7 separate regions of the Mus musculus genome follow, and regions 1, 2, 3, 5, 6 and 7 are each linked to region 4. Evidence: chromatin contacts called from public Hi-C, HiChIP or PLAC-seq and promoter capture Hi-C data. All regions are on one chromosome and are shown on one strand. Each heading gives the region's core, a stretch centred on a gene start, on an enhancer-like site or on the middle of the called end of the contact. The rest is flanking DNA. Distances are from core to core; before and after follow the strand shown. Region 1 holds the start of Atp6ap1l (ATPase, H+ transporting, lysosomal accessory protein 1-like). Region 2 has its middle 160 kb from the start of Atp6ap1l. Region 3 has its middle 81 kb from the start of Atp6ap1l. Region 4 holds the start of Tmem167 (transmembrane protein 167). Region 5 has its middle 110 kb from the start of Gm35111. Region 6 has its middle 110 kb from the start of Atp6ap1l. Region 7 overlaps Atp6ap1l (ATPase, H+ transporting, lysosomal accessory protein 1-like).

What was found. Promoter capture Hi-C pulls out the DNA fragments that hold promoters and counts their contacts. A called contact is a pair of places that touch in the nucleus more often than the background predicts. HiChIP or PLAC-seq counts read pairs in DNA pulled down with a chosen protein or histone mark.
Region 1: a contact with region 4 is called in a promoter capture Hi-C map of embryonic stem cells, with 5 times the contacts expected there. The contact joins the promoter of Atp6ap1l here to the promoter of Tmem167 in region 4. A contact is called at or near these places in 15 of 39 promoter capture datasets (the 3T3-L1 cell line, the C10 cell line, cranial neural crest and 10 more), 3 of 484 Hi-C or Micro-C datasets (adipose-derived mesenchymal stem cells, bone marrow-derived macrophages and erythroid progenitors), 8 of 115 datasets of contacts at active chromatin or transcription factors (acute myeloid leukemia, bone marrow-derived macrophages, craniofacial prominence and 3 more) and 3 of 9 other capture datasets (adipose tissue, embryonic stem cells and pancreatic islet).
Region 2: a promoter capture Hi-C map of the 3T3-L1 cell line shows a contact between it and region 4, with 9 times the contacts expected there. The contact joins the enhancer-like site here to the promoter of Tmem167 in region 4. A contact is called at or near these places in 9 of 39 promoter capture datasets (the 3T3-L1 cell line, 3T3-L1-derived adipocytes, cranial neural crest and 4 more), 1 of 484 Hi-C or Micro-C datasets (nephron progenitors) and 2 of 115 datasets of contacts at active chromatin or transcription factors (craniofacial prominence and fetal liver).
Region 3: a promoter capture Hi-C map of cranial neural crest shows a contact between it and region 4. The contact joins the enhancer-like site here to the promoter of Tmem167 in region 4. A contact is called at or near these places in 15 of 39 promoter capture datasets (the 3T3-L1 cell line, 3T3-L1-derived adipocytes, cancer-associated fibroblasts and 10 more), 1 of 15 datasets of contacts at CTCF or cohesin (the NIH/3T3 cell line), 25 of 484 Hi-C or Micro-C datasets (the G1E-ER4 cell line, the STO cell line, Sertoli cells and 17 more), 14 of 115 datasets of contacts at active chromatin or transcription factors (craniofacial prominence, embryonic basal ganglia, embryonic forebrain and 7 more) and 1 of 9 other capture datasets (embryonic stem cells).
Region 5: a contact with region 4 is called in a Hi-C map of nephron progenitors, with 2.5 times the contacts expected there. The contact joins the enhancer-like site here to the promoter of Tmem167 in region 4. A contact is called at or near these places in 4 of 39 promoter capture datasets (cranial neural crest, frontonasal cranial neural crest, hippocampal neurons and 1 more) and 2 of 484 Hi-C or Micro-C datasets (both in nephron progenitors).
Region 6: an H3K27ac HiChIP or PLAC-seq map of embryonic fibroblasts shows a contact between it and region 4, with 5 times the contacts expected there. The contact joins the enhancer-like site here to the promoter of Tmem167 in region 4. A contact is called at or near these places in 3 of 39 promoter capture datasets (cranial neural crest, frontonasal cranial neural crest and liver), 1 of 15 datasets of contacts at CTCF or cohesin (the NIH/3T3 cell line), 4 of 115 datasets of contacts at active chromatin or transcription factors (the NIH/3T3 cell line, embryonic fibroblasts, embryonic stem cells and 1 more) and 2 of 9 other capture datasets (adipose tissue and pancreatic islet).
Region 7: an H3K27ac HiChIP or PLAC-seq map of extraembryonic endoderm stem cells shows a contact between it and region 4, with 21 times the contacts expected there. The contact joins the enhancer-like site here to the promoter of Tmem167 in region 4. A contact is called at or near these places in 15 of 39 promoter capture datasets (the 3T3-L1 cell line, 3T3-L1-derived adipocytes, the C10 cell line and 9 more), 1 of 15 datasets of contacts at CTCF or cohesin (the NIH/3T3 cell line), 4 of 484 Hi-C or Micro-C datasets (adipose-derived mesenchymal stem cells, bone marrow-derived macrophages, embryonic stem cells and 1 more), 16 of 115 datasets of contacts at active chromatin or transcription factors (the NIH/3T3 cell line, acute myeloid leukemia, bone marrow-derived macrophages and 6 more) and 2 of 9 other capture datasets (adipose tissue and embryonic stem cells).

What each region holds. Positions count from the first base shown.
Region 1 is chr13:90,904,094-90,906,793 of GRCm38.p6, reverse strand. It overlaps Atp6ap1l (ATPase, H+ transporting, lysosomal accessory protein 1-like), which reads left to right and starts at 1,439. Exons shown (of 7, transcript NM_001145879.1): 1 at 1,439-1,596. The coding sequence starts at 1,502.
Region 2 is chr13:90,743,883-90,746,656 of GRCm38.p6, reverse strand. No RefSeq gene overlaps it. Among named protein-coding and RNA genes, the nearest start is that of Atp6ap1l, 160 kb to the left of the region's middle. Within about 2 kb of position 1,371, at least 24 of the 459 cell types and tissues checked have an H3K27ac peak or open chromatin away from gene starts, as enhancers often do.
Region 3 is chr13:90,822,770-90,825,691 of GRCm38.p6, reverse strand. No RefSeq gene overlaps it. Among named protein-coding and RNA genes, the nearest start is that of Atp6ap1l, 81 kb to the left of the region's middle. Within about 2 kb of position 1,596, at least 5 of the 459 cell types and tissues checked have an H3K27ac peak or open chromatin away from gene starts, as enhancers often do. A contact at or near this core is called in cancer-associated fibroblasts, where this site is marked.
Region 4 is chr13:90,088,400-90,091,342 of GRCm38.p6, reverse strand. It overlaps Tmem167 (transmembrane protein 167), which reads right to left and starts at 1,676. Exons shown (of 4, transcript NM_025335.3): 1 at 1,560-1,676. The coding sequence starts at 1,562. It overlaps Xrcc4 (X-ray repair complementing defective repair in Chinese hamster cells 4), which reads left to right and starts at 1,735. Exons shown (of 8, transcript NM_028012.4): 1 at 1,735-1,846.
Region 5 is chr13:90,659,576-90,662,542 of GRCm38.p6, reverse strand. No RefSeq gene overlaps it. Among named protein-coding and RNA genes, the nearest start is that of Gm35111, 110 kb to the right of the region's middle. Within about 2 kb of position 1,447, at least 11 of the 459 cell types and tissues checked have an H3K27ac peak or open chromatin away from gene starts, as enhancers often do. A contact at or near this core is called in nephron progenitors, where this site is marked.
Region 6 is chr13:90,795,700-90,798,409 of GRCm38.p6, reverse strand. No RefSeq gene overlaps it. Among named protein-coding and RNA genes, the nearest start is that of Atp6ap1l, 110 kb to the left of the region's middle. Within about 2 kb of position 1,404, at least 54 of the 459 cell types and tissues checked have an H3K27ac peak or open chromatin away from gene starts, as enhancers often do. A contact at or near this core is called in the NIH/3T3 cell line, embryonic fibroblasts and pancreatic cancer cells, where this site is marked.
Region 7 is chr13:90,885,004-90,887,774 of GRCm38.p6, reverse strand. It overlaps Atp6ap1l (ATPase, H+ transporting, lysosomal accessory protein 1-like), which reads left to right. Exons shown (of 7, transcript NM_001145879.1): 6 at 981-1,221. Among named protein-coding and RNA genes, the nearest start is that of Atp6ap1l, 19 kb to the left of the region's middle. Within about 2 kb of position 1,329, at least 64 of the 459 cell types and tissues checked have an H3K27ac peak or open chromatin away from gene starts, as enhancers often do. A contact at or near this core is called in craniofacial prominence, extraembryonic endoderm stem cells, neural stem cells and 1 more, where this site is marked.

The DNA of each region.
Region 1 (2,700 bases), core at 190-2,689, 820 kb before region 4:
TGATGATGACAGCATCTCAAGTGGTCCAGGTTGACCTTGAACTAACTATGTGGCCAAGGATGAAGTTGAACTTGTGGTCTTCTTGTTTTCAGCTCTCTAGTGCTGGAAAATAGATGTGTGCCAGCTCACCCAGCATATTATTAAGTTATTATCACAACCCTTCCCCTTTGTTTCTGTATTTTTTCATTTTCCCCATTTATTATGCTTCATTTCCCTTTTGTAGTTTTCTGGAGGGGTGCCTGGTGCCACGTGAGGAGGAGACAGCACACAATGAAGAGAAGAATGTCACCAACAAGTCCCTAGCTTCCCTAAAAATCCATTACCTCCCCCCAAATTCAATTAAAAACAGCCCTTCTCAGGCTGCAGAGATGGCTCGGTGGTTAACAGCTCTGCCTGCTCTTCCAGAGGACCCAGGTTGGATTCCCAGCACCCACATGGTAGCTACAAACCATCTGTAACTCATGTTTCAAGGGATCCAAGGACCTCTTCTGCCTTCTGAAGGCACTGTACACATGCGCTGCACAGACGTATATGCGGGTAAGACACTCATACCCATAACATAATAATTTAAAAAATTAAAGATAGCCTCTGTCACTAGTACTTTTCCACTCGAAGTATCAAGTTCTGAAGCAACAAAAATGCCTATGTTTCGTTTTGAAAGACTCTCAGTGTTATAGGATTTTATTATGTGTGTTTTTTGCCATCTCATCTTCACCAGAATCCTTTTTACCCAGCATGTAACAGCATAGAAAATACTGGACGTTGTTCTGATATCTTCCAGCACACGCGTCGTTGTCCTGTGCGCATACCTCCTCCCTCTGAGACAATTCTTTAAAGCAACCCTGTCCCTGATTCTACAGAAAACTTTCACAGTAGGGAGAACTTCCCTGGCTGTTACGGTAGAACACTCTCAAAGCCATCCCACCGGGCATGACTTTAGCTGCTCCTAACTCCAGAGCTAGAGGTCCTCAGTATCTCTCTGAAGCCCTCTCAGGTAGATGGAAAGTTCACATTCAACAGGGAACTGTGACCTAGGACACGTGTAGAAACAGAGGTAAGTTCTAGAGACTGTTTTACCAACTAGTTTGCCTTAAAAATGTCTGGAAAAATACATACTTTGTCGATTTGAGAGAGAAAGGCAATCATTGTGAGAACCTTAGTTAAGTGTGTGCAGCAGTCACCCAATAGGGTAACTTCCCGTAAAGGGCTCACTAGCTATGCATTTTTCTCTAAAACCCGCTCCCTAGTGTTTTAATGCAATGAATAATTGAAAAGCTAAATGCTGCGTTAAAACTCTGTGCTTCAGATGGAGCCATTGTCAGGTCTCGCTTTCCTTCCTACCCCCCCCCCCCCCCACCTTCCCCAATAGTGCATCCTGGGAAAGCTATTTTTGTATTGGCTGAAAGTGCTGTCAGTCACTTGGCAAGAACAGTCCAGCCTCTGCTCTGCTTGCTCTACAAATTAACAGATGCGCTTGGCTTGAAGAAGCATACACTTCTTGATGGGAAGAAAACTCTTGTTTAGTTTCTCACTTTTGTTCTTATGTATGGTGTTTTCAGTCAGTTTGGATCAGATACTTGCCAGGAAGAATGTAGGGTGAGTAACGGCCCATCCTTTAACGCGATGTGTTTGTGAACCTCGGTGCAAGTGTGATATTAGATGTTCTGTTCTTTCTTTATAGAGTTACGTTCCTGCATTTGTTTATGGTTCAAAAATGTATAAGCTAGGTTATACCATACAGCCAACGACAGTAGTTATTATACTAGACTTTTATTGTAAGAGGCAAGGACTATTGTTCAAAACACTAAGAAACACTGCATTTGTGTTAAATATACCACTGCTTAACGGACTCTCAGATCAGACCTGGTTCCGGTTTCTTTTATGTTTATAAATAGGGGCTAAGTTCACAGTGTCTCCTGTCATAATTATATGAGTGGAGACCTTAGGGATGCGTAACCTGTGAGCCCAAGGAAGTGGTGTTAAGTCGCCCTGATTAATAGAAGGTGCTGATGGTTTAGGACAACCCTTGCAATTAACAAGCACCGTTTTTGTTTTCTTGTCTGTTTTCTTTCTATATCTTACAAAGGAGTACACACTTGTCTCTAAAAAAGTATATTTAGAATCTCAACCGCAGCCACTGTATGTCTTGTTCCCCAATTATTCATGATGTGCCATCTCACCAAATGCACTGGGGACATTCGTGCGAACACAGAGCCCTGCAGCAAGCAGGGTGATCTGGCAAAGCTCCATGAAGAACTCCTAAGTCAGCAGCTGATAACAGCTTTAAGGATGGACATTAAAAATGCTCTGTTCTTTTCTCTCCCTAAATTAATTGGTGCTTTCATTGAAGCTTACTTTTAGATAGGACATGGCTTAAAAGTCTTAGGTGGTTAAATGTTACCTTGTTTTGTTTGGGACAGGTCTCTTAAAGCCCAGGCTGACCTTGAATCTGCCTATAGCCAACAGTGGCCTTGAACTTCTGACCTCCTACCAGGTTCCAAGGTCTGGGATTACGAGCACGCACCTGGCTTTATAATATCATGGAATCCTGCACTTTTGTGCTACTGAGCAATAAAATTTAGGGCCTTGTGAATGCTAAGCAAGTGCTCTACCACTGAGCTCTATCCAAGTCTATAAAACATACTCCACCCAGTTTACATAGAAATGAGTGTTTTTTTTGTATTTCTTATAATGGCAAAA
Region 2 (2,774 bases), core at 122-2,621, 660 kb before region 4:
TATCTAGTTCTTTGGACAATGCAATTATCATTAAGAGAAGACATAGAAAATTGATTACAAACAGAGGTCTTTACTCAAGTCTTACACTACAGTTATGTTAAGTGGCCCAGTTCCTAAGAATAGTTTCCAGGGCAGAGTTGATAAGGTATTTGTGTTTAGAGGATGAGGACAGCCACCTCAGAACTTATTATGGAAACTTGTTAGAGTCAGTTGCTAAAGAGGCTTGACCTCTGATTGGTCAGGGCAGTTATTTAATGTTAGCTCTTCATACTTAGACAGATATCTTCCCCCTGATTTTGGAAAAAGGAAAAAAAAAAAAGCAACAAAACCCTTAAATCTTTCTACACAATCCAAAAGCAAATAATATTTCAGATTTTAAATACTTTAATAACTGGTAGAAGTTTGTTTCTGTAAAATTAAGTATTTTTCCATAAGCTTGAAATAAGGCTATCTTATCCTTGAAATTATAATTTGTTTTGGAAGGACACATGTGCATGTGTGGTCTCTCTCTCTCTCTCTCTCTCTCTCTCTCTCTCTCTCTCTCTCTCTCTCTCTCTCCTCTCTCCTCTCTCTCTCTGAATATCTATGAGACAGAGAAATATTTACACACACACACACACACACACACACACACACACACATATATATATATATATATATACTCAAACACTTTCAGGAAACGGAGGAGCCTGATTTAGGCACAGGTGACACAGGTTTGATATTTTGCCTGCCATGGAAGCTAGCGTAAGGTCCCCTCTTTGGCTCATATAAGACTCTGAAGTGTGTTGACAGTGTCTCAGGCTACTGCTATTGTAATTTGATTAAACTGAGATCTATGTTCTCAATGTGTACATGTCTTCAGTTTCTGTCATGGGCTTAGCTTTATCTTAGATGCATGACTAGATACAATCCTGAGAAAATGCTTCTCCCAAAGCCCAGCTCCTTAGGAAAGAGATATTCCTAGATAAAAATAAGACAGTCTGGGTATGCAGAAGAAATATTTTCCTTCTAAGATCAGTGAAGAGTTGGACCCTATGCTGCTGTATGGAAACTGGTCATGTGGAGAGGGCAGGAGCCAGACACAAATACCCAGTAAAGACCTCTGAGGTTCCATTTTGACCTCTGATCCCCTGGACCAGATTCCAGCAAGACTTTCTCTGTCATATACTTCTTTTAGCTCTTACTATCAGTAACTTCTTATAACAAGCTATTAAATAGTCTCTAGGGTCTGGGAAATCTGGCCTATGTTTCAGAGAGATTAACAGAAAAGGCAGCATTTTCCCTTCCCATCAGGAACTGGACTAGTGGCTGCAGGCCCTGTGAGGACAGCTGTGCTCACAGAAGACCTTGACATTAGGGTGTGGTTGGAAAGGTCAGCAGCACGTCTGAGCAGCAGGAGTTTCCAGTGGAGAAAGAGGGGAACTTTGCCAGGGCAGTAATGACTGCACATTCCTGGAAACTGCAGGTCTAGGTCTGGATTCCAGGAACTGGAATCACAGTAACTTATGTCAGAGTGATTTGGGAATAAGAAGGAAGCAACCTCACAGTCACAGGCTGGTAAGGCTCCATAAGAACACAACCCTCTTGATTTGAAATGTCCTCCTGAATGAAGGTCTCAGGCTAGCTTCTGTGAAGGAAGCCAGGCTCTTCTCTTTACTCTAGCTTCATGGAAGGAGGAAAGAAAGGAGAATTAAGTAGGGATGGAGTGTAACAGATGAGTTCATATATATATGATTTATTTACTGTAGCTATTTTTAGACACACCAGAAGAGGTCATCAGATCTCATTACAGATGGTTGTGAGTCACCATGTGATTGCTGGGAATCAAACTCAGGACCTCAGTGCTCTTCACCACTGACCCATCTCTCCAGCCCCCAAGTTCTGATATCTTATTAATACAGCTTAAGAGTGGGGATGTAGTTCATTTAGGACAGAGCTTGCTAGGTATGCACAGGTCCTGGATTGTATCTGTAACACTGCATAAATCAGCTAAACACATATGTAATTCCAGCATTTAGGGGTTGGGGACCTGGGCTAAAATGAGACCTGTCTCAAAGACAGATCACACATTCACACAAGAGAGCGACACACACATACACACAGAGAATGTCTACTTCAGAGCTTCTTCTTGGATGGCATAGATTAATGTTGAGCATTGTGGTCCTGGCCATCTAATTTTTCTCTATTACTCCTACTCTTGAATATGTCTGTTGGCATGGCCTAGTTTTACTAACTTTTGTCTTCTTTCAATCAGGGTTCTATACTCATCTGCCACCATGGACACAGTGTTGGAACTAGGAATTTGATAGGTTTACAATCTAAATGAAATCATGAAAAAACTTACTGCCTCTACAGTACAGCAAACCTTGGGCTGGGTATAGTGATGCTTACCTGGAATCTCAGCACTTGAGAGGCAGAAGCAGATAGATCTCTATGAGTTCAAGGCCAGCTTCTTCTACATAGTGAGTTCTAGGTTGTCTAGTTGTGAATGGTGAGATCTTGTTCCCAAAGAACAAACAAACATAAAGAACCAGACAAATACAAATTTTCAAAATAAATGAATAGTTCTTGAATTAGGAGTTCACAAGCCTACACACACACACACACACACACACACACACACACACACACACACACACACACTCATGTCTTATGTGCTAAAAATTGTTATATGAAGTGAATGTGGCCTCCCAAACTGAAAGTTCATGAAGTCTTTGAGGGACTTTATATAGAAGGGAGTGGCTGAGGATGTGGCTCAGTTAGTAGAGTGTACC
Region 3 (2,922 bases), core at 347-2,846, 730 kb before region 4:
TCTTTACTCTAGAGCCAGAGCCACATGGCCGAAGCTGCCGAATTCTGCTGCTTGCAGGAACTGGAACATGACCCCCTTGCACTATTACATTATCATTGGCTTTATGTTTTCTAAATCCTTCACTGCCTAAGCTTGGCTATCCTGGTTCTTGCTCTGTAGATTGACCTTGAATGCAGAGATCAGCATGCCTGTCTCATGAGATTAAAGGTGTGTACCACCATGCCTGGATCTAAATTCAGCTGGGTAGGATCTTGCCCCAAGGTCCTACTCCCTTAATCTGTTATTTCCTAGAACACAGGATTTTGCTCCATTTCACTTCCTGGTATGTCTTTAATACTCGAACCATATATTTTTTATTTTTCCTTTCTAAGCTTGCTATGCTTGTTCAAACTTCTCTTTGTGAGACTTAACCAGAGAACAAAGTCTCTGCTGGGCTTTTTTGAAACTTCCTTTGTCAATGCAATTAATGCAATTAATTCAAGACTCTTCATCTTAGCCTCAGGCAGACTTTTCAGACAAGGGCAAAATGTAGCCACATTCTTCACCAAAATACCACAAAAACAGTCTTTATGCCATATTCTGAAATTCTTCTCCTTTGAAATCTCTTGGGCCAGGTCAACACAGTTCAAATTACTCCCAGCAACGAAGTCTTCCATATTCCTACTAGGATGACCGATTAAGCCCCATTTAAAGCATTCCACTGCTTTCCAAATCCAAAGTCCCAAAATCCACATTCTTTCAAATAAAAGCATGGTCAGGCCTATCACAGCAATACCCCACTCCCAGTACCAACTTCTGTCTTAGGGTTTCACTGCTGTGAACAGACACCATGACCAAGGCAAGTCTTATAAAAAACAACATTTACTTGGGGCTGGCTTACAGGTTCAGAGGTTCAGTCCATTATCATCAAGGTAGGAGCATGGCAGCATTCCAGGCAGGCATGGCACAGAGCTGAGAGTTCTATGTCTTCATCCAAAGGCTGCTAGTGGAAGACTCACATTTAATATTTTTGATCAATAGAAGAATTAAAGGGGATAAGTATATTTACATTATAATCCCCAGACAACCTTTAGTCCCACAATTCTCTTTCTAATCGACATCCCTTTCAACTTTTTAGGGGCACAAATATCATTTTTTTCCTGTTTGTCTTAAATTCGTGCCTCCAAAACTAAAAACGTACCAGTCTTGCAAAGATCCATTCTGAGCCTCCATGAATATGCTTTAGTCAATGTTCTTTGAAATGGTGGTCATATTATGCAGAAAACCACAGAAGGATATGCCCAAGTTAAAATTGTGTTAGAGCTTTTTCTGCTTACTAATTTGTTATTGTTTCCTTGCCTTGTATTAGTATAATATGAGTTGAGTAAGTATTGAAATAATTGTGTAATTAAAAAGAATTATAGTCATCATTAGAGGACAAAACAAAATGCTACTGGGGCGTAACGATATATTAAGCTTTTATCCGACTTCCTGGTCACATCCCACGAGTTTGCTGACAGAACACCCACATCACATTTGTTAGGAGAGAAAACCACTTCCAGGCGTCTAGGCCTCCCTCCCTGTTCCCACAGCCACCTTCTGTCTCCAGAAGGCTTGTGTCTGCCTGAACACACAGCAGGAAGTCACCAGAGGGCATTCCTGGACCATCAGTGATCAAGGGACAACAGCTGGAAAGCACAAAATTATTTTTGACTTTGGCCTCCTTTTGAATAGAGTGAAGGCTTCCAATCCACCCTGGGGAATGCATGGAGCCTGAAGGCTGTCTTGCTAAGCAAACCACCACCCAGTGCTGGGGCATCTGCAGGAAAATCCTAACAAGTGACCACAAACTTCAGACTTTCCGCTTCCATACTGGTTCAGTGTTGTCCTAAGAAGTTAAACAGACAACTGGCATAGAGAGACATCTCTGAACTTCGATGTAAGACACAAAGGGTTCAGTTTCAGTTTTAGACCTCCAAATCTCAGTTGTTCCACCTGTAAAACGATAGTTAGAAAGGATTCTTGAAGATCCCTTTAAGGTCCCTCAGTGTCTGGATTCTGCCCTCATCTGTGCCCAGGCCACACCCATCCTTCCACTCCCCCCCTCCTTTCTCCCTCTCTCTTTTCCTGATTAAAGAAAAGCCCAGGGTCTAGTGATACCATGTCTTGAGCAGCTTTGCTATGAGCCTATGTGCTGCAGAGGCAGCCTCTGAATGTCTGTCACAGCACATGGACTAAGTAGTGATGGAAGCCGAGTACTCAGGGTTTCGGTAGATACACCCTCACTCACTCACCCATACCTCATTCAGGCTTCCTATAGTTAGGCAGGGTTGGAGTAGCTATAGGACACAGCAATCCAGCAGCTTGGAGCATTAACTGTATTCAAGGATCCTGAAGAAAAGGTCGAAACAACTTCTGTTAAACAGAAAGATTGTGGAACTTAGTTTAAAAGTGCAGACTTTTTCAAATCATGAGGCATGGCATATTTCAGGGAGCATGACATGCCTCATGTGACTCAGTGTATCCATAGATAAGGGAGCAGGATTTTGGCCATCTGTATCAGCTAATTATTGTCTACAAGTATCTCTGGGTGAAATCTCAGAGGTGATATTGTAGCAGGGGCCACCTCTTCAGGGAAGGCAATGGCTGTGAGCTGTATGGTGTCAGTGGTGTGCTGAACAACTACAGGTACTTTCCAGCTCCTTGTTCAGCAGCCTCCTTCTGGTGGCCATAATGAAAGCATTTGCACCATGAAAGTCAACCAGAGCTACACACATTGGACACCCCCACAGGTACATCCCCACAGGGATCTGGCTGCTAAATACTTCTCAACACAGTGCTGCCCAACACTCTTGGCAGTTACGGAATGGTGCCCTGTTTGGTGATGGGGAACAAAAAGCCTACCACCTGCATATACTCCATAGGAATTACAGAAGACCAATC
Region 4 (2,943 bases), core at 427-2,926:
AGTAAAACATACAGATTTAATACTATCACACATCCTTCCAAAGCCATTCTACAAATATAGGGATACATATAATTCACCCTTCAACCCTCCAATTCCAGTTACACACCCATATATTCAACAAATCATAAGTTAAAAAAATCTGGAGCAGAAAACTGCATATCTTCATGAACACACCAGTCACTTTTCTTGTTACCACTCCATAGAGTCATTAGATAAATCTGAGGCCTGGCTTTACTTACTAGGTACCCGATCCTAGACAACTCAGGCTCCCTACTTTTCTCTTCCTTTACCTGGAAATATCTCAGAAGTCAGGAATTTAAAGCAAGACAATGCTTAGAAACTACATCTTCTACACATCAAGTACTAGTAAACAAAAGCTTGTTTTTGGAAAAAGTTAAAATACTGTACATCTTAAATTATCTTGATTTTATCTAAGTAGGAGAGGATGTAAAATGTACCTTTGACTAAGAGCAAAGTCATTCTACTTGTTTCTCGGTAAATAGGCAAGAAAGCAACTTTTCAAGTTCTGTAACTGTTTATTAACATCCTTTTGACCAAGAATATACTATCTGCAGTACGAAGTAAAAAAAAAAAAAAAGGCTTTAATGGACTCAAATTCAGTATCTTCTAATCGTAGAATTTGAGGTCTAGTGGGGGTGGGAGAGTCCTGGCTGATTTTGAGATGATAACACAACAAGCTTTCTCTAGAAATATAGTTATAAATGGCTTCTAAACCCACTGAAGTGATAGTGAAGGGAGATTCCTGCATTTACCAGACTACTGAAAAGATGCATTCATAGATCTTTAAAAGTTAATTACTAATGTTTACTTTACTCAGGGGCTTTCTGTTCCTTGTCCTGACCTTTGTTGTTGTTGCTATTTGTGATTTATAGTGTAAGGTTTTCTGAGGTTTAAACTATTAAACAATCAATAATAACACGCATAGGAACTCCCAAAGTGAGTGGTGGTCTGCGAGTAAGGCTCAAGTTCCTTCGAGACAGTAACTAAAATCATTAAAAACATTCGTTTGCAAAGAAGTGTCTTTAGAATTGAAAAAACGATGAGGGAGGGGCCCTATCTCGCCATTGATTCCACAGGTAAAACGGAAGCAGTAGTATCTAGTGTTAAGAAAACCGGCAATCCATTAATTACTGCAGAAAGATGCAGGTTGGGTGACACAGGGAACACATAAAAGAAAGGGGAAAGGGGGAGACTGAGACTCCAGCGTTTGAAAGTGTATATCCGTCCAGATATTTGTAGCAGATGGCAATCGGCTTAGTGGAATGCCACCGTAATTCCACACTAAACAACGCAGCAAGTCGGCCTCTTGGCGAGGGGCCGAGTCCACCACCCGGGTTCTTCCTAGGACTGTTGGCCTGATGCTCCGGGATGTGCATCGCGGCCGCATGACTCCCAGCCTGTGCACCCTCGGATCCCCGGAGAATCACGCTAGCGCCAGGGCTCCCGCGCCCCACAGCGCCCGCACCATCCCCGCCGCCCCGCACGAGCCGCGGCCCCGCCGAGAAACTCAACCGCGGCCAGGAAGCCCAGGTTCTTACCATAGTGAGGCCGGTGCTGGTCCAGCCACATCACCCTTCCGGGCCGGGGCGGAAGAGGATGCAGGCCCGCTGTGCTTCCCGCTCGCTCCAGCGGTCCGGTTGGACCTATCGCGGCGCCTCCGCCCATGCCGCACCATTCAGACTCCGTGATAGGCTTCTGTTACCGGAAGAGGTGGGACTTGGCCGACGACTCGCAAACCACGGTATTAGCGGATTCTCTCATTGGGCGCATCGGTTTATCTCTGGCGTCCACAATTTTTAGAAGACCGGAAGTGGAGTACTGAGAGGTAGGGCCCGGAAGTGGCTGTGGTGTCTTTCCAGAAGCAATGCATTTTTTCCCCCCTTTCTATGTCAACCTCCTGTAGTCCCTGATTTTAGCTTTAAAGCTGCGCAGTGCGTGCTTTTTACCCTGTCTGTGACCCCCTGAGCCTTTTGTAGATGTAAGGTTTTCCCAATGTGAGCACCTGTTGGGCTCCTTCCTAAGTGTCTCTTTCTGTGTCACGTGGAATTTTCAGTCGTGAGGGACTCCTTGGAACTGTGCTGAGCTGCTCTGTGGTGGAGACTTGGATTTAAAAGGCTGCGTCCAGTGTGATGACCCACCAGCCCCTCCCGCCAGCCAATGCTGGCCTTGGCTGGCCCCCTCCTTGTTTGCACACTCTACATCCGGGGCTTAGACGTTCTAGGCCGTGGGGAGAGGGAAAGAACTCTGTGGTAGCTACTGGAAAGGAACGGCCCATTCCCGAGGGGATTATTTGGCTAGTATAAAACCAGTGGGTGAGAAACGATTTCACCTCTAGTTCTCTTTATGAGTTTTGTAGATACGGGGAAGATGTAATCTGATGTGTTCAATTTTATATACATTCTTGGAATGATTCTGAAGTCGGGCACTTTCCCCACTCTTCCAAGTGTATCAAAATTATGGAAATCCTGTGTGTTTAAATAATTGTTTTTTTCCTTTAGTCAGTATGGCTCTAGTATTTATTCAGAATGTTACCCATTCTTTAACTTAATGACCTAGAAGAAGTATAGAAAGCTTTAGTGAAGGAAACTGATGTGATATGTTAATTTCTAACCATTATTTAGCTGAATCATGAGAATCTAGTACTTATGGCAACACAGTACTTTTACCTAGTGCTATGCTATATGTGATTGTGTTTATTACTGCATTGTCATCCAAGATTTTATTTGAAATTATTACTACATTTTTAAAATCAGTTATACCCAACTGCTAAACCTGTTGATCAAATACTCAAGTTCAGAATCTGCATCTTAGTGGTATCAGGAGACTGCAGGACAAGGGATTTCTTTGAGTATTTGAATGGGGGACTGGGGATTAGGCCAATAGGAGAAGTGATTGTCATTGAATAGTCTCAAAATTGCTTTG
Region 5 (2,967 bases), core at 198-2,697, 570 kb before region 4:
GTCTTGGACTGAGCCACCATAGGATGTTAGAATTGTAGGAACCCTGATTGAGCTCAAAGGTATAATTCATTCACGTGTTTGGTGTGATGGTATTTTGAGAAAGGGTTTGTAGTAGGTGTAGCTTTAGGAACTATGGAGTTTGGAGCTGCAACTCAGTTTCCAGCTGAGTTTGGCCAACAGAGAGCTCGACAGAAGGCAGTATTAGACGTATTCATTTTTCACAGGCTCTAACTTGTCACTCTTCATGTTTCCAGTCATAACTCCATTTCCTCCATATCCAACTGAAGAGGTTGCTACAGGTTCTGATAATTTTGTGTCCATTTCGGCATACCTGTTTTTGCATGTTGCTAATCTCTGAGCCTCCCTACTCATTCTCATTTAGATTTGTTAACTAAAATGTGTAATACATATAAGATAGAACAATTAAAAGTGGAGGGACTCATACTCAATGTCTTTGCCACTGCAGTGTTTATTTGGCCTTTCAAGAAATCAGGAGATGGGAGGGAGGGGAAGGAGGAGAAGGAGGAGGAGGTTAAGGGTGAGTGGGAGAAGCACAGGGAGAGTGACTGGGACATGGAGAGGGAGAGAGTTGGATACAGGGAGGGATTGCGGAAGGAGGAAAAGGAGGAGGGGCACAAAAGAAGGAGAGGAGGAAAGAGAGGGAGGTAAGATAGGGTCAGGGAAAAGGATAGAGGGACAACCAATGAGGGAGAAAGAGAGAGAGGGAGGGAGAGAGAGGGAGAGAGACAGAGGCTGAGAGCAGCTGGATCAGATACAACCTATCCTGATGACATCACGTGTTCTAATATGAACATTGGAAGGAATGTAGAAACAACTAATGCAGAGATCCGCTCTGTGCCACACCTCTGCTTTCCTGGGGATCTTCCTCTTGCTCACTTGTAGTTCTCTGAACCTCTTCTTACCCTGAGGATTGTCACATTCAGGACTTGTATTTTTAAAGAAACCTTATTTTACTTAATTGACCTAAAAATTGTTTTCCTGTTTTGAAAAAAAAATGTATTCCATCCTTAATTAACCAAATTTCTTTTTATAAAATTCTCTTGCTTGAAACATATACTGAAATGAAACTATGTAGCTAAAGATGATGAAAAAGGAAGGATTAAAGACATGAAAATCACAAAAGGAATGTCCTTTCCACGATAAAAACCTACAAGAGCAAGTTACTAAAACAACATGTATATCCCACTGACAACAAATGGAGACCCTCTAGAGTTACTAGCAGAAAAAGGGATTTAATCACTGCAGGAACTTGAGAATCGATTTTTTTTCTGGCAGAGCTCAGTGGAGCCTGAAAGGAGACAAAGGAAAGCTTGTGATGTGATGGAGATGAGCTGGGAGAATTGACTTTGGCACTCTGACCCCCGGAAGGAAATGAACCATGCATAAGCACATAAGCAGTAAAAAGAGGGTCAGCTGCTACTTGGATGAGTTTTGGTTTTAGCTTGGTGCCACTGACAGGTCTGACAGCAGGACACAACGTCTCCCTATACAGGATTAGTAACCCAGTGGACCAAATCACCATGAGCAATTGCTGGTGACAGGGGAGCTTTCTGGACACATCTGGAAGTCACTGGTGGGCTTCTAAGTTCATATTCCACCCAGCAGTCCAAAGATGCCTTTCGAAGTGTGTAGGTTCTTTGCTATAGAAGCTGATTGCTTGCTTTTGTTGTTGTTGAAACTTTTTGGAGTTTATTTTCGTAGAACTGGAAAGACACTCTAAGGCTTCTAAAGACTACTTCTCAAGGAGAGGTGAAATTATTTTAATCAAAAAAAGAAAAAAATATTTAATTTGTCCCTTTATGAACTTGTGTTTGTAATAGAGCACAGTCTGCAGAAAATTAAATCAAATTCCAACCCTGAAGGTTACATACATTTTCATTTGATTTTGACAGTCTAGCCAGTGAGAGTAAGCCTGGGAAAGGCTGATTTTCAATGGTTTGAAAGCATTTAATTTTCTCTGCTGGTCCACAAAATGTTGCTTATAGATCACTATTTCATGATCTTTTTGTTTTCTATCTTTCATGGAGTTGACAGCAGAGAAGCTCACTGGTTTCATTGGGTTTTGGTTTTTGGCTTCTGTGATATAAATTGAGGTTAATATTTGGCCACTCAGCCTTCACAATATTTGATGACATTTCCTCAGGATTCCCCAGAGGAAGCAAGTCTGCAGTCTTTCACACTAAACCAGAGTGCCAGTGTTTGTCCAAACTTGGGGGGAAACTAGTCACTGACCTTTGAACCAGGGTTGTTCTGGTTTTGTGGACAACAATTGGTTGGGAATGCCTCAGGGATCAGATTTTGCTTAGGAAAATTGAACTTCATTTCTTTTCACTATTTTTTTAAAAAGCTCTGTTCAAACCCTTTCAAACTGTTACCAAACCTTTCTTTAAAATTCAAGGTTTTACTGAGAAGATTTATTTAGAAGAGAATTGAGATTTTGTATATAGCTTACATGGATTGCTTTCTTTAATTAATTTTCAACCTACATTATTTTCAGTGCCAAAACTAGACTCAAGACCTTAGTAAATACAAAGCCAAAACCAAAACTCTTTGAGACCTGGAGAAAACAAACATAAATTACAGAAACTGCAAAGTACTTATTTTGATTTTCAAGAAAGACATCAAGAATTCACTCTAGGATGGTTTGAAGCTAAGTTTTAAGGAGTGGACCTATGCATAAAGAACCTGTTCATCTGGTTGGTGACCTTTGATTTCACAAGCTTAAAATCCTACACACATCCAAAGGAGCATAGGACCTGTGGAAAGACATGATAACCTAAGCTGGGCAAAGAACCTTGAAATACCCCCATCTCACCATTCAATCGGCTTCTTCCTCTAAACTCCCCTGATAGCAGATGATGGGGGAGGCACATCTGAGCTTACAGTTCCTGGTCTTCTGATCAGCTGACAATGTAATGAAGCTGCTCTTTTTGAATAGATAGATGG
Region 6 (2,710 bases), core at 155-2,654, 710 kb before region 4:
TGCACTCCAGATACCAGGTTATATTTGGTGGTTGACTAGAAAATAGTATGCTATTTATCTATTTAAGGCTAAAAATCTCCAAGATTGCTTTTTAAGCCTATAATCGTCCGTGAAAATAAACAGATATTTCTTCCTTGATTGAATGGCCTTTCTCTTCGGCTCATTTTGGAAAGCTCTTACAGAATTTATCTGCAGCTGACCATGTCTGTCTTTCAGATTTTTCCCCCCCTCTTGGTTACTGGAACCTCTTGTGACCTTGTTCTCTTGAAACATCATGCATTAGATAGACATCACCTCATTTTAGCTTCATCGGAGCTCTCTGTGTTGGATCTCTTTCGAAGGCCAGTCTCTCCAGGGAACTACATTTGTCTGAGTGTGTGGTCATCTTTGGGTTAGGCCTTCTCTCTCCTGAGCTCCCTCTAAGTACCTTCTTGCCTCCCTCAGCCTTCTTGTTGTCTGCCAAGCTATGAACCATTCCTTCTTTTGGGAAGTTCCCGTTGCCCCAGTTCTCAATAAATTGAAGGCCTTTCACCTCTGATCTTCTCCAGCTGGGATCTTTCTGCCGTGCTAGTGGTGTTTTATTGACTGCGCATGCCCGTAGGGCATTTACTCACTATCGCCGCCATTTATCTCTCATGATATTTTGGGCTTTTTTGAGCTGTTTTTTTCCTTGCCTCTTCTTCTGACATGTGTATCACCGTGCTGCTGCATGGGCCGGATGTGAGGATCTAACCTAGGAACCTTCCTTTGGTAAATGGCACTTCTCACTTCAGGGCAGTGTGCACAGGCTGTCCACGCTGTGGAGACTGAAGCAGAAGAGGGCTTGAGAAGCTAGGCTGTCCTGGGGGAAGCTGTGGGGAAAGCTATGTCAGTCAAAGCTCTCCCCTTTGTGTTCTCCCACACAAGGAGACTTAAACTCTGTACTGACAGGAATGACTGACTCACTGGGTCACAGGAATGTCAGGCAGATGATACATCAGCCTGGAATCCCCGGTCACTATTTTCACCATTTAAAATATTCTGTGCCGTCACTGCTTTGTGTGTGTGTGTGTGTGGAAAATTTTCTTTCTGGAACTTTTATGACTAAGTCATCACTTTCTTTGCCTGAAAACTTTGTCTGGGACAGCAGCTGACTATGTTTTTCCTTTTGCTTCCATTACCTTTCTTCCTCCGAATACTGGAGGAAAATTTTAGCTCCATTGTCTGACCTGTGGATTTTGGACTTAGACTGAAGAAGGCTCTTTCCACTGGGGATGGAGAGTGAGGTCAGAGGAGTTGGGGGTTCTGAAGTTAGGAAACAATGTCTGCTTCTATCTTGAGGCCGTGGATTAGGAGAGGTGACATGATCCTAGGATTACATGCCTGGCTAGTGGAATATAGTTCTGCCTGGCATTAGTCATAGTGAGACAAGAGTAAGTTCCCTTTAGGCAGTAAGGGCGGGGTCCATTGAATCATAAGTGGTGAAGCATAATGACCACTCCCTTGCTGGGACAAATGACATGTAGTCACTTCTACAGTGAGGCCGAGGTATATGGACCCATTTCTGATTGACCTGCGATGACCCTAGCTTTGACCCTAGATGAGACCAGTCTTAATAAACATCACCTTAGACCAATCATAAGACCTATAAAAGGCCACCGTGCAGGGCGGTGTATCAGTGTTCCTCCCCTGGAACTCCACTCAGAAGTGGAATTGTCAGGAGCTCTTTTTCACTTTTTCTTAATAAATCAACATTCGTTCTGTTTGGTCTTTGCCCATGTGTCCTTATTCTTCCTAGATGTGAGATAACACATTTGAAAACTATAGGGTGGCTCTGGTCATCATTGCTTGTCCTGCACCACGAGCTCCCCTCCGAATTAAGCTCCCCAAGACCAAGGAAGTTTTCTTTGCTCTGGAGAAAAACCAAAACCAAAACCAAAACCAAAACCAAAACCAAAACCAAAACCAAAACCAAAACCAAAACCAAAACCAAAACCAAAACCAAAACCAAAACCAAAACCAAAACCAAAACCAACACCAACACCAAAACTAAAATAAAAAGCCAGAAGGAAACCATAGCCTTCTCATCCTCCATGGTGTCTCTGCCACACACCAAAGGCCAAGCTCTGATTTTGTTCTCCTATCTTTATATATATATAAATAATTATTTTATCATATATATGATATATATAATTTCAGCTCTATACGTATGAGTCACTTTTCCTGTTTAATCAAAGCATCAAGTTCCTATTTTATTATATATACTTTATATTACTATAGCTTAAAATGATCACATTCCTATTTTCACACTAGAGCTAAGCCATTTGAAGGCATCTAACTTTAAAATTAGATTCCCTGATATGCCTTTAGTGCCCTTTGCACAGGAGTGGGTGGGGAAGCCATAGACTTGAGACTCAGCCAGAGGTAAAATCAAAGTTCACTCTAAAGCAGAATAAACTCACAGTAAATTGTCAAGCGATAATGTCCAAAGAATGAAGTGGTCGGGTATAAAGGAATAGTAACTGGAGCAACATGAGAACATGTATAAACTAAAACAAAATACGAATATGTTTGGGAGATGGAAGTGAAGTTCTGGGACATAGATAAGAACAAATGACATGATTTTGATGGGAGGACATGGATTCTGAGTATAATGGATGCACACAGCAATGTATCTTATTTTTATAGTAGAGTTTTGTTTCTCTCTATAAAATATTTCTGTCAAAATGAG
Region 7 (2,771 bases), core at 80-2,579, 800 kb before region 4:
GGGGCTGCATCTTGGGATGGCTCTCAGGTGCAGTCCTGGCCCCACCCTGGGTGTCAGTCCTTAAATGAAAAGACTCTGGTTATCAAAGTATATTTTTGGTCATGGTGAATCTCTAGTGAGCCCAGACCCCTCACCCTAACAGACTGGGCTGACTGCATCCCATCCGTGTCATGGAGAGTATCAACACCCTAGCCTCTACCTAGAATTAGATTGTTCAGAAGTGTTCTTTCTACCTCAGCTCCCAGGACTCTCCATGAACACAAATAGAATAAGGAGAATCCACGAGAACAGAAAGATCAGAAATATTGAGCTATAAGAACAAGAAAATAATTGATAATTCAACCAGTATTTCCAATTACTACCAATGTTCTAAGTCTGTCAGTCTTGAAATTTTCTATGTAATGTCTCATCTTTTAAAATAAAATTATCATGAATACACTATACTTTTTCATGACTAGAGAATGTTCCACGTTAATCGTTAGTGGTGAGGGTGATGGTCTCAGGTTGAATCTGACAGGCAGTTTAAACACAACATAGGAGAGAAACTAGGCAAGTGGTTTTGTCCCCCTAGACTCAATTCCTCATATATGACACTGGGATAATGTAAGAAACCTATTGCTATTATTTTATGACTAATTCTGTGTTAATATACACCTAAGTTTTAATTAAATTTGATAATGAACATAACATGCAATAATATACATACAATTTGATTCTTAGAAAAGAAAATAAAAAAGCGCCCTCCCACTTCGTCCCTGGAGGATTTTTGTATTATTCTTTTTCTTGTTCCCAATCATGTGCCTTCTTACCAACCTGGCTCTGGTTTGGCTCCGGAAAAGCCTCTTCCCAATTCCACAGCCTGACAAAAGAGGGCGCCATTGTACTGTTCACGGATGACGCCCGGCTTGAGACAGTTAAAAAAAAAAAAAAAAAAAAAAAAAAAACGCTCCAGCTAACACTTAATGTTCGATCCTTTTCAGGTTCACCCTAACCAATTACAACAAGCTGGCCAGCCAGAGTTGGTTTAGTTTACACCGCGTCGAGATAATCTTCAACAATTCGGTGCAAGCAACTTTTAACGCAACCGGTATATATGCTCTGTCAACTTACTCCTACCGCTGCCAACGGGTCAGCAGCCTGCGGCGGAATGATGCCCTACTGTTGCTTAGCAGCTCAGATGATGTGACAAGCCTGTGGGAGGTCACGTTTATTGATTTCCAGGTAATAAACTAAAACGCACTCTTTACTTGGTGCCAAAGAAACTCAGTTGAAGTAACCCAAAACAGGACGCTTAAGGAAGAGTGTCCGTGCAGTACCTTTAAGGTAGTGTTGGTTTATTCTGGATCTTCTGAGGTGTGAGATGGAGCAGGGTGGAGAGTTTCTTCTGCCTGAGCCCTCCAGGGCTCGCGTTTACTTTCCTGTTTACCCACTTCCCAGGTACTTATCTAAACCCTAGTGCAGCTGTGGCTGAAGCCCGGTGACTGACATTTCCTGGGCCCAGAGCTCTGTGAGGAGAGCCCTTCTGGGAGTAAACAGCGATCTTATCAGGGCAGATTAGAAGTACATCTGAAGTGGGAAAGACAGTGTTGACAGTTAGCCTGGGAATGGAATCGTCAGCCATCAAAAATAGCCCAGAGAGCTTGAAAACCTGGGAGAAACACATGTGAGCATGACAGGCGCCTTTGCAGTCAGCGTCCCAGCTGAGAGACATTCTCTCAAGTCCCTCTAATCTTGTTTACCTGCGGCCTGTCTTACTCACTGAAGCAGCATGCATGGCATTGCACATCCCTTATAAGGGCATGCATGTTCCCGCTTGTTCTTTATTTACATGGGTGTATAGATTCATGTCTATTTCTCTCAGCTTGGAGGAGGCATAGCGTTGATGAAAGGCCAAGGGAAGATGGGAATAACACGCATTTTGGAGTCAGGCAGATAGGAGTTTAAAATCGCTCCTCTACCACATGGCTAGGTTACTTCACCTTGTCCATATATGTCCTGTCTTCATCCATGTAGAAAGTAGGTGACTTCGTATGTGTGCAATACTCAGGACCATTCCAGGCATGGAATGACAGTGGCACTTATACCAGCATGTGCTAGTGGTTAAGACGGCCCATTTTATGTTATGTACATTTTGTAGCCGAAATAATAAAACAAACACTTGCTCAAAGACCAGGGATGGGGGTTTCGAATGAAGGAAAGGAAGAGAGGTCAGAGGAGGACTTTGCAGCCACCAGGGACGACTGGTTCGCAGACTCACAGGATTTGACTTCTGTGCTGGCTGAGCAAGGCTTTGAGGCTTTGGAGCAGCAGCAGAAGGGAGGAGCACCCCAGTACGTATTCACAGGGCCCCCCCCCCCCCGAGGCCCCAGAGAACTTGCTGTAAGACGCACATCCCTCCTCAGGATTGTGTAACCTGCACGCGTGAAACTGCCTTCCTCACAGTGAATGGCATGCTAGCTTTGTGGAAGCACCAAGAATGTAAACAGAAGCATGGATGCAAGCTCAGGCCAGGGGAGAGGAATGTCCGCAGGAGAGTGCTGTCCACTCTGCAGGTTTGCTGGCATTTCTTGTAGAATAAACATTTGTCCCTTGGTAGGCCCAAGAGAGTGGTTGCAGACCCTAATTCCTTCCATGGTTACCAAAGCCACGAATTCTCAAGCCCCTTATATACAATGGCATGGTATTTGCATATGACCCACATACAGCCTTCTATGGTAGTGACAAGGAAAGAGATAGACAATACCAAAAGCTGTGGAGTCGTATGAAGCCAC